Regions from separate parts of the Pan troglodytes genome. Here all the other regions are linked to region 2. Evidence: chromatin contacts called from public HiChIP or PLAC-seq data. All regions are on one chromosome and are shown on one strand. The core of a region is the stretch at or near the end of the contact, and the rest is flanking DNA. Distances in the headings are between cores, read along the strand shown.

Evidence for each region. HiChIP or PLAC-seq counts read pairs in DNA pulled down with a chosen protein or histone mark.
Region 1: an H3K4me3 HiChIP or PLAC-seq map of stem cell-derived excitatory neurons shows a contact between it and region 2, with 8 times the contacts expected there. The contact joins the promoter of ACTN3 here to the promoter of RBM4B in region 2. A contact is called at or near these places in 1 of 7 Hi-C or Micro-C datasets (stem cell-derived neural progenitor cells) and 1 of 1 datasets of contacts at active chromatin or transcription factors (stem cell-derived excitatory neurons).
Region 3: an H3K4me3 HiChIP or PLAC-seq map of stem cell-derived excitatory neurons shows a contact between it and region 2, with 4 times the contacts expected there. The contact joins the promoter of DPP3 here to the promoter of RBM4B in region 2. A contact is called at or near these places in 1 of 7 Hi-C or Micro-C datasets (stem cell-derived neural progenitor cells) and 1 of 1 datasets of contacts at active chromatin or transcription factors (stem cell-derived excitatory neurons).

Annotation. Positions count from the first base shown.
Region 1 is chr9:68,867,684-68,872,328 of NHGRI_mPanTro3-v2.0_pri, forward strand. ACTN3 (actinin alpha 3) reads left to right here and starts at 2,788. Exons shown (of 21, transcript XM_016921306.3): 1 at 2,788-3,528. The coding sequence starts at 3,382. It overlaps ZDHHC24 (zinc finger DHHC-type containing 24), which reads right to left and starts at 2,644. Exons shown (of 5, transcript XR_008537851.2): 1 at 2,167-2,644; 2 at 141-418.
Region 2 is chr9:68,998,730-69,003,147 of NHGRI_mPanTro3-v2.0_pri, forward strand. RBM4B (RNA binding motif protein 4B) reads right to left here and starts at 1,898. Exons shown (of 4, transcript XM_508578.9): 1 at 1,559-1,898; 2 at 463-886. The coding sequence starts at 874.
Region 3 is chr9:68,801,137-68,805,609 of NHGRI_mPanTro3-v2.0_pri, forward strand. DPP3 (dipeptidyl peptidase 3) reads left to right here and starts at 2,420. Exons shown (of 18, transcript XM_016921303.4): 1 at 2,420-2,863. The coding sequence starts at 2,812. LOC107967123 (a long non-coding RNA gene) reads right to left here and starts at 2,576. Exons shown (of 2, transcript XR_001707372.4): 1 at 2,437-2,576.

The DNA.
Region 1 (4,645 bases), core at 1,538-4,037, 130 kb before region 2:
AAGCTGCCCTTACTGGCCATCACTGACACTGGGGCTGGGTCCCCCAGGCCAGAAAGCCCGTCTCCCACCAGAATGGGCTGTACTCCCCAGCCCAATACCAGGGCCCCTGCCTCTGTGCAGAGGCCTCCCAGGCTCCCCACCTGTGAGCAACATGAGCCAGGGAAGCAGGAGGAGGGCAGCCATGTGGAGGGGCGTGTGGGCTCGCAGCAGGGCCGACAGTGCAGGGCCCAGCAGCACAGAGACGTGGAGCAGGACGCCGGCAGCATGAAGCAGCAGGCACAGGAAGGGCCGGTAGTTGCCGAAGCCCACGCAGCGGCCCAGCAGGCGGCAGTGGTGGTCCCGACGCAGGATGCAGACGCGGCAGGCAGAGCAGTGTCCGCTGCGTGGCGGCACCTGGCTTTGGCACTGGTAGCAGTAACTGCAGGAAGGAACCACAGCGTCAGTTCCCCCAGCAGCTCAGATGCCCCATATTGTGCACAGGGCTGCCCCAGAGCCCATCCTGCGGAAGTGGCAACAGCCATTTGCCCTGGCTAAGCCTCAATTTATTTACAAGTAAATGCAGGCTAAACAAGATGTCCCAGGCCCTTCTAGTTCTAGCACTACAGGTCTCAGGTCTCTTCCAGCCCTAACATCCCCAGTCCTGAGACCTTTCTCAAGCCACTGACATCCAGCAGCAAATCTCTCCCTTCCTCCACGGTCACCCCTTTGTCCAGGTCACTAGGAACTCTCTGGATTACTGCAATAGCCTCTTGACTGGTCTCCGATTCCACCTTTGCCCCACCTCGTACGGTCTCACCCCAGCAACCAAACTGACCCTCCTCTGCTTAAAACCCTCCTGTGGTTCTCCAATTTATTTCTAGTAAAAAGCAAAGCCTTCAGTGTCCTACAACATCCTTCTATCTGTGACATCTCTTCCCCTCTCTTACTGCACTCCAGCCACACTGGCCTTCTTGCTGTTCTGGGAACATACATGCTGGGTACACAACTGCCTCAGAGCCTTTGCACCACTTGTTACCTCTGCCCGGAACACCTTTCCCTCAGATTCCCACATGGCTAACCGCCCCCACGCCCTCCAAGTTTTTTGCTCAAATGCCTCCTTCTCTATGAGGTCTACCTTGACCACACATTTATGTATATTATTTTTAAAATTAATTTTAAAAAATTTTTAGGGACAGAGTCTCGCTACATTACCCAGGCTGGAGTGTAGTGGTTGTTCACAGGTGTGATCATAGCACACTACAGCCTCAGTCTCAGCGAAAGCCTCTGCCTGGCATAAAATGTGTGTGTAGAGCCTGTACCTGGTGTAATTTTTTTTTCTAATTATAAATTGACAAATTCCAGTTGTATATACTTATGGGATACCAAGTGATGTTATGATTTATCAGTACAGCTTGGAATAAATCAAGCTAATTAGGATAGCCATTACCTCAAACACTCATATTTTTGTGATGAGAATTTACCACCTGTTTATTTATGTATTTATGTATTTATTTATTTGAGATGGAGGGAGTCTCGCTCTGTCACCCAGGCTGGAGTGCAGTGGCTCGATCTCGGCTCACTGCAACCTCCGCCTCCCAGGTTCAAACAATTCTCTTGCCTCAGCCTCCCCAGTAGCTGAGATTACAGGCACGTGCCGCCATGCCCGACTAATTTTTTTATATTTTTAGTAGAGACGGGGTTTCACCACGTTGGCTAGGCTGGTAAACTTCTGACCTTAAGTGATCCGCCGGCCTCGGCCTCCCAAAGTGCTGGGATTACAGATGTGAGCCAACGCACTCGGCCTAACCACCTATTTAATATTGAAACTTGCAACCCCTTTACCCTGCTCTACTTCTTGTTTCCAAACTACTATCACCTTCTAGCATTCTATATGATTTGCTTATTATTCCTCTAGTTTCTCATCTGCACCCCCCTCAAATCAGGAATTTGTTCTATTGTACCCTTCGTCCCTGTAACAAAACCTTGCACCTAGTAGGCGCCCAATAAGTATTTGCGAGTGAATAAATAACACTCAATTCTAGCTCTTCCATCCCAGGTTCTAAACAAATTTCTGATTCTAACAACCTGGATCCTAATGTAACCTGGTTCTAACATCTCAGGTCTTGGGGCCCCTCCCCCCTGTCCAAGGCTCCCACTTCTCCCCGCCCGATCCCGCACCCCACTCACGCCCAGCCCTGGCCCAGACCGCGGCCGGCCAGCATCACGCCACGGATGCTGGGATCTGAGCGCAGGAAGAGCCCCACGTTGCCCAGCAGGTTGAGCAGCTGGAAGGCGGCCAGCGCCAGCTGCAAGGCCCGGGCCAGGGGTCCCAGCGGCGGCGGCCCGGGACCGAGCACCAGCACGTAAGCCAGCTCCAGGCCCACGGCCGCGGCCCACAGCGCGGTGAGCACGAGAGGCAGCTGCGCGGGCGCCCCGTCCGTGCTCCCAGACGCCCAGTGCTGCCCCATGGCCTGGACACCCAGCTGTCGGAGCCGGAGGACTAGGCCGCTTCCGTATTGGGGCGGAGATAGCGGCAGACGGACGTCTGCTACGGCCAATAGAAGCTCGGAAGGGGGTGCGGCGAACGCTCCGACTCTCAGGGAACGGCCGGCCCACGCGGCGAGTTGATCTGGCCAACGGACCAGCAGTGGAGGCGCTCGGAATCCCGCGGCGCTGGAGCCCGGATGACGCCGCGGAGTGATTGACCCGCCCACCCTGGAGGCCCCTCCCATCCCGTCGGAGCCCCGCCCGCTGGCGCTGGGGCCAGGAGTGCCCGGGGGATTGAGTTGCAGCCGGGGTGGTGTCGGGGTTTCCCGGCTCAGCACATTCTCCCCTACTCCCCACAGCCGCCCCGATATTAATAGCCCTGCCGCAGCCCATCCAGCTGGCTCAGAGCCGTTCCCCATGCCCGGGTGTCTCCATCACCCCAGAAAACTTGCAAAACAGCTCGGCGCCTCTGTGTTCCTGACTGTGAAATGGGGTTAGGGCTCTGTGTCCCACCAGCGAGGTGCTGGAAGAGGCTCACGAGGAGCTCCAGAGGGCAGCCTCTAGAGCGGCCCGCGGCCACTATTATTATCGGCCTTTCTATTGTGGAGAGGAGGAAACAGACTCAGAGAGGTCCCGTGGATTTCTCAAGGTCACACAGCGCCCCAGCAGCGGAGCAGGAATGCAAACCCAGGATCTCCGCCGCGAGATCCACCCCGGCGCCCCCGAGTCCCGCAGTTCCCGGCTTCAGGACAACCCCTTGCCAGGTCCAACCCGAGCTCCTTCACCCCCATCCGGCCCCTCCCTCCTCCCCCATATTTAGTGCGAATTCGATCTGGGGCTGGGCTGGGCCCTACTTAATGGGGCCCGGGTGTCCGAGAGCGTGCCGAGCGGAGCGAAGCCAGGAGCCCGATCGAGATGATGATGGTTATGCAGCCCGAGGGTCTGGGGGCCGGGGAGGGGCGCTTCGCGGGCGGCGGCGGGGGCGGCGAGTACATGGAACAGGAGGAGGACTGGGACCGCGACCTGCTGCTGGACCCGGCCTGGGAGAAGCAGCAGCGGAAAGTGAGTGCTCGCCCATTTCCTGACAGCAAAACCGAGGCCTGAGAGGCCGGGCTGTTTGTCCTGGGCATCTCAGCAGTGCAGGGGCAGAGCTTGTCTTTAACCTAGAGTGCTAATCCCCAGCCCAGGCTCTGCCCATCAGCTGCCTGCTGTCCCCAGGGCTGGAGGAGAGGGCTGGGAGCCCTCAAGAGGGGTTTAAAATGACAAGAGAGTTTCTGGGCTCCCCACCCCCACCAGGGTTCATTCCCCTGGGCCCACTGCCCCACTTCTGCTGCTGAAAACAGGCTGGGCAAACCCCAGGAGATCCAAGTTAGGGGGTTCAGAAAGAAGAATCTTCTTCTAGTTAAATATTCCCAGACCCCACCCTGAAGGCTTGCAGTCAGGCAACTAGTGGACTTGGGAGTGTGGGGGTGGTGAGAAGGGTCCTCTCAGACCCCACCCCACCTCGTCTCCAGGGTGGGGTCCATAGTCGCTGTATCTCATTTAACAATTGAAGAAACTGAAGCCCAGAAAGAGCACAGACAGGCCCCACATCACAGACTGTCAGACATCAGGACCTCCGCAACCTGAGGATCTTTACCCTTTTCCCTACCCCCATTCTTTCCCAAGATACCCCAGGCATGGGGCCCTGAGTCTGCTGAAAAGGCCATAGGTCGGGGAGGAGGGGAGACTTGGGTCCCCTTACACTGTAACCTGACTCTCCAGCCAGATGGACACTTAGTGCTGAGGCAGCACCTCGGGGGCGCCAAAGAGGGGCACAGGGGCAGCTGCTACCCAGGCCCAGCCCGTTGGGCACTCAGGGCCCCTCCCTCCCTGAGCTATTTTCACTCCCAGACTTTCCCAAGTAGAGGGGGCAGGACACCTGGGTTCCCAAAGGGAAAATGATCCAGGCCAGAGGGAGAATACTTTGGAGAGTGGCAGGCCAGGGGTAACCAGGAGGGCACTATGAGGCCATTGGACCCTGCTCAGCGTGTGCCAACACTGTATGACTCCAGGAGAGGGCAGGGTACTGGGGTACTCAGTGGAATTTAAATGATCTGAGAGTCCCAGAATTTAGAATCAGAGTACTTCTGCTGGGTTAGATGACAGGAGATGACCCCAAGGGCCGAGAGGCTCCGCT
Region 2 (4,418 bases), core at 648-3,147:
TTCCTCTAGATGTCTTTTTTCTTCTTTCCCACCAGTATCCACCCAAAGCAGTAAAGAATATAAATCTTAAGCACTTAAACCCTCAAATATAAGGCTTCCTGATCATCACCAAAGAAGCAGGTAAGCCACGGACCTTTATCCTCCCTTCTCTCATGAGGTACTCGTTTCCCCAAGCAGATTACACTTCCAACAGCACTCGAATCAATGCAAGAATCCCGCAGGGTAAAGTAACCCACAGTTTGTGATTCTATGCAGTCGGTGAGCAACATCTTAGCAAACCTGAAAAGGGGAAGTGTTTGCTTCCCCAGGGGTAAATTATGCTTAAGAGCGGTAAACATAATCTATTATTTCCAGCTAAAACAGAATGGAAGAGACCACCCAGCAAGTTCTATAGTCTTGTGTTCTTGCCTGTTTTGAGCTAGACCCCACTCGGCGCTACTACCCAGGCCCAGAGCAGTTCACCTTGAAACTCTGTGTTGTCAAGGCCCCTGATGGCCTCCACTGCATCCTCTGCCCGCTCCATGTGTACGAAGGCATAATCTTTCACGATGTCACATTCGATGACCGGACCATACTCCTCAAACTTGGCCCGAAGCTCTTGGTTGGTACAAGTGGGGCTGATGTTACCCACGTGTAACTTGGTTGAAGCTTTGCTCTTATTCTTGCTGGCTTCCACGTTGATGTTCACCCCATGAAGCTTGTAATGGTGCAGGTTGCGTATGGCATCCTCAGCTGCCGTCTTGTCTTCTATGTGCACAAAGCCGTAATTCTTAATTATGTCACATTCCAGCACCTTCCCATACTGTTCGAAAAGAGAGCGAATCTCCTGCTCTGTGGCCTCCCGGGGAAGGTTTCCGATGAACAGCTTCACCATCCTGACAAGAGCCTGGGAGAGAAACACAAGACTTCAAAAGTCAGGGGTGTGGTGGGAAATTTCGGTGCACTGCAGCATTTTCGTCTAATCCTCCAAAGTTCTTGCACCTTCAAGACCCTCGTACAGACATTCATTATTCTTCCTCAATAGAAGAAGGGCGGTTTGTTCTCGAGAAGTGCGAGCTATGCGTGACATGCAAACAGGAGGTCGAGGGTCAGCAGGCATAGCCCAGTCTATCATCTCCGTGAAGTGGAGCGCAATGAAATACCAGAATTAGCTGCTTCATGTCTTAAAATGAGGAAAGGGAAAAGCCCAAGCAAAGGCAAGGGGCATCAATCGCAGTGCGCCTGGTAACAAGGTTTTGGAGGGAAATCTGTGTACCTCTCCTGCGCGCACTAGCGCCTTTCAAGATACTCTAAAAAGAAAAAAGTCCCCTTTCCCCCAAACCGGGGACCAACCACCTCGCCCACAGCGGCCCACCCTCCAGCTTCTTCGCCCCAACAAAGACTCGACCCGACCCCTGCCCCGCCTCCTTCCGGAGACCCGGCCCCGCCTCCTCCCGTTGTCTTCCCAGACCTCTCGCTGCAAAATGAGAAACCCAAATCCGGGCCGTGCAGTCTGCCGGAGGCCCGGCCCGACCCGCCCCCGAGCTCCCCACATCACACACACACGACCCCCTCGCACCTCCGGGTGGCGGCAGCGACGGCGGCTCCCACGTCAGAGAGAACCCTACAAAATGGCGACGGCCGCTCGAGCCTCGACGCGACCGGGCCCTTTCTCGCGCGCCAGCTCACGCACGCGCGAGTGCGCGCTGCTTCCCTCCCCTTCCCCTCGCGGGAGCCGAGTGACCAATCCCGAGGCTGCATACAAATGACCACGCAGCACGGGGGCGGGGCCTGTTGGTGGTGGCGCGGCGCCGCGGAGGTCAGCCCACCCCCAGCCCCAACCAGCCAGTCACCACCCTGGAAAGGGTCGCCACTGCTGCGTCAGAGGGGCTCTGAACGCAACCACTGCCTAGAAAAGCGGAGGCCTTGGGGAGTCACTCACCATCACAATGGGTCCTGCTCTTGGGCCCTTTGAGGGGGGCGGGGAGCTAACGACAGAGGAATCTCCCCGAGGGCCCTAAAAAGGGGCTTTTGTAGCGGGCTGGCCGGCTTCTGTGGCAGCTTGGGGCAACATTTCAAAAATACAGGTGCGCCACATTTTAAGCAAAACTAGTCATTGTTTTGTAGCGCTTTAAACATTAAAGTTTGTCATTGCAGAGGTGTTATTTATTGCTACGGAAACTGAGAACCAAGGGGCAGAAAGATAACCTGGCAGAACTGGGACAGACCTAAGAGGCATTGCTACCCAGGCTACGCTTAGTCATGTTTTGTTTGCTCGTGAGTATCCGTGGTCTGGTTCTCTCTCACTCATTGTGTGTCCATCACAGTCCGGGTCTGTGGTGAGCACACCAGAGGAATACTTGGTGGAGAGGCCCAGCGAGGTCCCTAGTTCTGGGTGGGACAGGGTCTCCTCGTACACACCAAGCTGGAAGTCTAGGCAACTGAGTTTCCCGACTGTCTAGCATTCAAAATTCAGCTGTGGTCCAAGGGCACCTCCTGGCGGTAAAAACAAGCTTAGGCGGGCCGGGTGCGGCGGCTCACGCCTATAATCCCAGCACTTTGGGAGGCCGAGGCGGGCGGATCACGAGTTCAGGAGTTCGACACCAGCTTGGCCAACATGGTGAAACCCCGTGTCTACTAAAAATACAAAAAATAGCCGGGCGTGGTGGCGGGCGCCTGTAATCCCAACTACTCGGGAGGCTGAGGCAGGAGAATCGTTGGAACCCGGGAGGCGGAGGTTGCAGTGAGCCGAGATGGCGTCACTGCACTCCAGCCTGGGTGACAGAGCAAGACTCGGTCTCAAAAAAAAAAAAAAAGTTTAGGCTGATTCCCCACTGTCACTTTCCAACAAAGAATAGCCTTTTATGGAGATTGATGGATTGGGTTTATCTCCTAGTAGAGCCTGCCAGGGAGGTTGTCAACCACCATTCCTCATTGTAGTGGCTCCATAATGGCTTCTCTGATACCATCTGGGACACATTCCCCAGGCTGCCCTCTTCCACCCCAGCTACTTGGATATGTTCTTTCCCTGAGTTCTTTTTGTTTCTCAGCCATTTCAGAAGAGGCACTGTCCTTCCAATTTTATTTTATTTTTATTTTTTGTTTAATTTTTTAAAGACGGAGTCTCACTGTGTCGCCCAGGCTGGAGGGCAGTGGTGCGATCTCGGCTTACTGCAACCTCCACCTCCTGCGTTCAAGCCATTTTCCTGCCTCAGCCTCCCGAGTAGCTGGGACTACAGGCGTGCGCTACCCCCCAGCTAATTTTTGTATTTTTAGTAGAGACAAGGTTTCACCGTGTTGGCCAGGCTGGTGTCGAACTCCCGACCTCAAGCGATCCGCTGGCCTTGGCATCCCAAAGTGTTGGGATTACAGGCGTGAGCCACCTCGCCCGGCCCTTAACTATTATTACTATTATTTTTGAGTCAGGGTGTCACTTTGTTGTCCAGGCTAGAGTGCAGTGGCACCATTATGGCTCACTGTAGCCTCGACCTCCCAGGCGCAAGTGATCTTCCTATCTTAGCCTCTGGAGCAGCTGGGACCACAGGTGTGGGCCACCCCATCCAGCTAATTAAAATTTTTTTTTTGTAGAGATGGGGGTCTCACTGTGTTGCCCAGGCTGGTCTCAAACTTCTGGGCTCAAGATGTTTCCACCACAGTCTCACAAAATGCTGGGATTCGGGTGTGAGCCACTGCACCCGGCTTATATGTGCTGCTAATTTAAAATAGCACTATCCTATGTTAATATTATCTAATGTTTATGCCCAAATTTCTCCTGGATTGTTACAAATGTCTTTTTACAGTTGATTTCTTCTAATCTGGACTTAAACATTGTACATTTGTATGCATTATGTAAATGGTGTGTTTTGAGTTGTATAGCTGACTGTGTCTTACTATTTTTCCACTAAGGGCTATGTCGCCGCATGATGTCTAACTAGCGAGTAACGCAGTCCTCTGTGGTGTACAGTCACATATTGTACCTGTTCATCTCTGGGCATAGGGCACTCAGCTTGCTTCCAGCTTTCTGTCATTATAAACAAGGCTGCAGTGAACATGCTTAAGTATGTGCCCTAATTCTGTGTGAGAATTTGGGGGGATATAAACCCAGAGGTGGAATTGCTGGGTCATAGAGTATATGTAGAACTCACTTGTCTAAGTAGCACTGAATTCTCTGGAAAAGCTGCACCAGCATACTCTTCCACCTGTAGCATATGAGGGGCCTTGTATCTCTACATCCCTGCCAGTGATAGACATTATCCGCTTTTCTAATTTTTGTCAGTCTAATAGATATAAAGTGATATTTCATTGTTGCTTTAATTTGTATTTCTCTGGTTACTAATGATTTTAAGTATCCCTTCTTGTTGTCTTTTTTTGTGTGTGTGATGGAGTCTCGCTCTGTCGCTCAAGCTGGAGTGCAGTGGTACTATCTCGGCTCACTGCAG
Region 3 (4,473 bases), core at 1,170-3,669, 200 kb before region 2:
CCCCTGCAGTGGGCAAGGCCGGGCCTCTCGCAGCCCATGGTCTGCAGAGGGACCTACCCGTGCTTGTGTTGGAAGCTGGCCCCCACACCTGTGCTGGCCACCTGTACCCCAGGCCAGGATGCAGTGGGCTATTAGCCAGGCTGGAAGTGTTCAGAGGAGTGAGAACCAGGGGCTCTAGAAGGCCCAGGGAGGACCTGGAGCCTGAGCCAAGTCTTGAATGGCAGAGCATCTCCAGAGGCAGAGAGGAGTTGGGAGGGCAGCCCAGGTGAGGGGAACAGCATGGTGTGGCAGGGAACATGCCTGGTGTGGAGGGGGGCAGCAAAAAGGAATGGGGGGTAGGGAAGGTTGCTGGGGCCTGGTGGGCCTTGATTGCCATGGAAGCCAAGCCTGAACTGGATTCCTATTCATCCTGGCCACAGGTGGGCGTGTTGCTGGGGTTGCCCCAGACCATTCCTGCAGGGAGTGAGCCAGGAAGACAGGTAGACGGCTGTTCTGGAGATGAAGAGAAGAAGGCTCTGAGTATAGGCCTGACCTGGGCATCGTCCCCAATAGATGACAGAGCCTAGGGAAGTACAGATTCCAAGGGGAGGGATGGACCTGACCAAGGCCACACAGCTGGTTGCGGCCAGGGAGATCAGACCTGGGCTATTGAGAAGACAGAGGGCACCCAAATGTGATGAGAGAAGGAGGAGGGTGTGATCAGATTCTTGCTTCCAGAGCATGGCACTGCTGCAGTGGGGGTGAAGGGGAGGGTGGGGATGCTGCAGGAGGTGTGGGAGCATTCCAACTTCTCTCCCCTCAACATACACACAACACACAAAGCACTCAAAATCCAACTCTTCCAAGTTCTCTCTTCTGACCCTGTTGGGAACCAGGCAGGGGAACATTCTGATCCCATTTCCAGTGGGGAACCTCAGACCCTAGGAGGAAAGACCAGCAAAGGGCACCACAGTAGATGATAGGGAGGATTCAGAGGTATTGGTGGAGGGGGTCAGACAGCCCTGGTCTTGTCCCAGCTCTGCCTTTGCCAGCTGTTAGAGCCTCAGTTTCCTCAGTGCTAAAGGGGATAACAGTCACTACCTCGCCAGGTGGTTGTGAATATACGGAGAGCACCTGTAACACAGTTGATTCGTAACTGTTGCTCCTCACCGACCCCTTTTGCATTCCCATGGGGAAGAGCCAAGGCTGGGGAGTTATGACTCCAGTGATAGACTGCTCCATGTGAGTGACTGTGTGTGTGTATCTCTATGTTGGGGCCAGGGACACCTGAACTGTGTGGTGTTATAGGAGTCGGCGAACCTCTTAGCCTCAGTTTCCCTATCTGTACAATGGGTAAAGTGATGATACCTCAGGATTTTTGCAAGAATTAAATGAGGTCCTCCATGCCAAACTGCTAGCAAGGGACCTCAGTACATGCTCATTTTATCTGTGATCATAAAAATGTGATCACGTAGCTGGTTGGGGGGTCCTGAGAGCACTGGGATCTTTTCCTTGCCTGAGCTGCCCCCTGCTGGGAGTGGGCAGCACTACCTCCCTTACCTGTGCACATTTCAACTTCACCTGTCAGCCAACTTTATACCCATTTTAAAGACAATGAAAACGGAGGCACAGGAAAGAAGAGGGGTGACTTTCCTAAGGACACCGACCAACTTGTTGAACTCCCCCATATAACAAGTAATCATCAAAGCTAACAGCTTGTAACACTGTTGTGTCAAGCAGGGCCTTGGGCACCTTTGTGGATGAGAAACTGATGTCTATGGTAAGCAGAGGCTGTCTGGCCTAGACACGGGCGTAGCAAGGAGACCGTGCGGGATTTCAGTACCCAAACGCCCCTCACCCTGCGCAACTGTAGGGAGCGGCACTGCAGTCAACACATCACAACTTACAATATCCCTTGGATTGGATTCAATTATTAGCCTGGTTTTCCGGTTCATAAAGCCAAGACTCCCAGACAGCCTCACTCCACCCCCTAGTCTGACCCTGGGCCCTCACCACTACTCCCCATTTGGCCTAGGCCCTTCCGCATGCCCCACCCAGACCGTGGTCCCGTGAGTCCGTCCAGACCTGTAAAAGTGGACCGCGGGCCCGCCTCTGCTCTGGACTCCCTTTCGGGGCCGCAGGAGGCTTTCTCATCCATCAGGCATCTGGCAAGCACCAGGAAACTGCCAGCCTGTTTGTGCTAAGGAAACTGAGGCTCGGGAATGTTTAGCGGCTCCTTCCAGGCCCGTGGCGGGTGGGTGGTGGTACAGTGAAGCAGTCGAGGCGTTTCTCCGCGCCCCTACACGGGTGGGACCACCTCAGCCCTGGCCCGATCCCACTCAACCGTAGCCCCGATTCCCGGCACCGAGAGCTTTGCAACTTCCAAGTCTCCACCCCCAGGTCCCGAGTCCCGAGAGGAAGGTGGAGCCACATTACTCCTATTGTGTAGGTTCCCACCTGCAAGAGTGATGTCGGGTCCTCTGAGGTGAAACCCCAAAGGAAAGCGGGATCGGGACTGGGGGAGGGGGATTCCCAAGTCCCTGACACCCGCGCCGTCTCGGCCTGGGCTTGGTGACCTCGTCAGTCCCGTCTGCCGGGACTAGGCCGCGGCCAGGCCGGGCACAGCGGTACCCGGTCCGGCGCGTGTGCGGCCTGCTGACAAAAGGCCGAGCCCGCAGGGCCAATCCGCGCGCCACCCCGTAGCGCCTGGGGGCGGGAGCGGGCGAGCCGAGAAGCTCGTCTTGGCGCGTCTATTGGCTGGTACTGACGCCCATCCGGACCCCGAGGCCAGGCAGTTGGCCAAGGGGGGCGGGGTTCGCAGAGCCCCAATGAATGGGGGAGCCGGAAGCAGGAAGTGAGTTTGCGAACGGAGAAGCTGCTGCAGGTGAGGCGCGGCGCCTGGGCTTTTGGGGTCAAAGCGTGTCATCCCGGGGGACCAAGGCGAATCCGTACTGAGCGCAAAATCGTTCCCTTTCTGCCCACTCTCCAGTACCCCCTCCAAATTCACCCCGCCCTCGAGGCCAAGGAGTGCTCCGGGGAGCAAAGAGTTAACAGCCCTTTCCGAACCTCGAGGCTGTGCTATTGGGGCGGGGCTTCTGGAGGCCGGGGCAGGGCGAGGAGGCTGGAAACTGTCCCAGCCGGGACGGGGCGTGGCGGGGAGAATGCCCCGGGTTGGGGAATCCCCGGGTTCCAACGGGGCTGTCAGACCTTCAGTAAATTGTTGGCTTTTCCAAGCCTCAGTTTCCCTATCTGTAAAATGGGTTTTCTTCTGGTTGTGAACTTCTGTGGTGGAGCACAGGGAGCGAGCAGGAGAATGGAGGACCAAGGAAAAGGCATTTAGAGGGATGAGAATGGGACAGTTTCAAGCAAAATCATTTATTGCTGTGGATACTTTCCGTCCAGGGCGACTTCATCTGATTAGCGCACCCACCTGGTAATATTGGGGTTATTCTCTCTTTTATAGAGGAGGAAACGGAGGCACAGAAAAGTGAAGCAATGGACTTGACTTTTAGGAGTCTGGGGCCGAGTCCTGGCTAAAGGCTGAGCCTTCCAGCTGGCGGCCTGGCACTTTATCCTTGTGAGCACAGTGGAAAGTGTAAAGAATTCTGAACAAAGGCCAGGCGCGGTGGCTCACGCCTGTAATCCCAGCACTTTGGGAGGCCAAGGCAAGCAGAGCGCTTGAGGCCAGGAGTTCGAGACCAGCCTGGACAAAATAGCGAGACCCCGTTTCTATCAAAAATACAAAAAATTAGCTGGGCATGGTGATGCACGCCTGTAGTCCCAACTACTTTGGAGGCTGAGGCAGGAGAATCGCTTGAACCCGGGAGGCGGAGGTTGCAGTGAGTCAAGATCATGCCACTGCACTCCAGCCTGGGCAACTAAGTGAGACTCCGTCTTAAAAAAAGAATACTGAACAAGGAAGCAGGGAGGGGCCTGGGCTGGGAGCCTAGAGATGAGGATCTCTGCTGCTGATGTCTCCATTGTGGGATTAGGCAAGGCTCTTAGCCTCTCTGAACCTCAGTTTCCCCATCTGTAATACTAGGTAGTTAGAGTCAATCAATTTTTTTTTTTTTTTGAGGTGGAGTCTCACTCTGTTGCCCAGGCTGGAGTGCAATGGTGTGGTCTCAGCTCACTGCAGCCTCCACCTCCTGGGTTCAAGTGATTCTCCTGCCTCAGCCTTCCCAGTAGCTGAGATTACAGGTGCCTGGCACCAAGCCTGGCTAATTTTTGTATTTTTAGTAGAAAGGAGGTTTCACCATGTTGGTCAGGCTGGTCTTGAACTCTTGACCTCAGGCGATCCACACACCTCGGCCTCCCAAAGTGCTGGGATTACAGGTGTGAGCCACCATGCCTGACCTTAGAGTCAATCTTTAAGGTTTAGGGACTACAGACCAAATATGGTCCACCAGTGTATTTTGTGACCCCTTGGGTGAGTCATCTCACCTTCTCTAAGCCTCAGTTAGCATATCTGGTGAATGGGTACAATAGTATTCC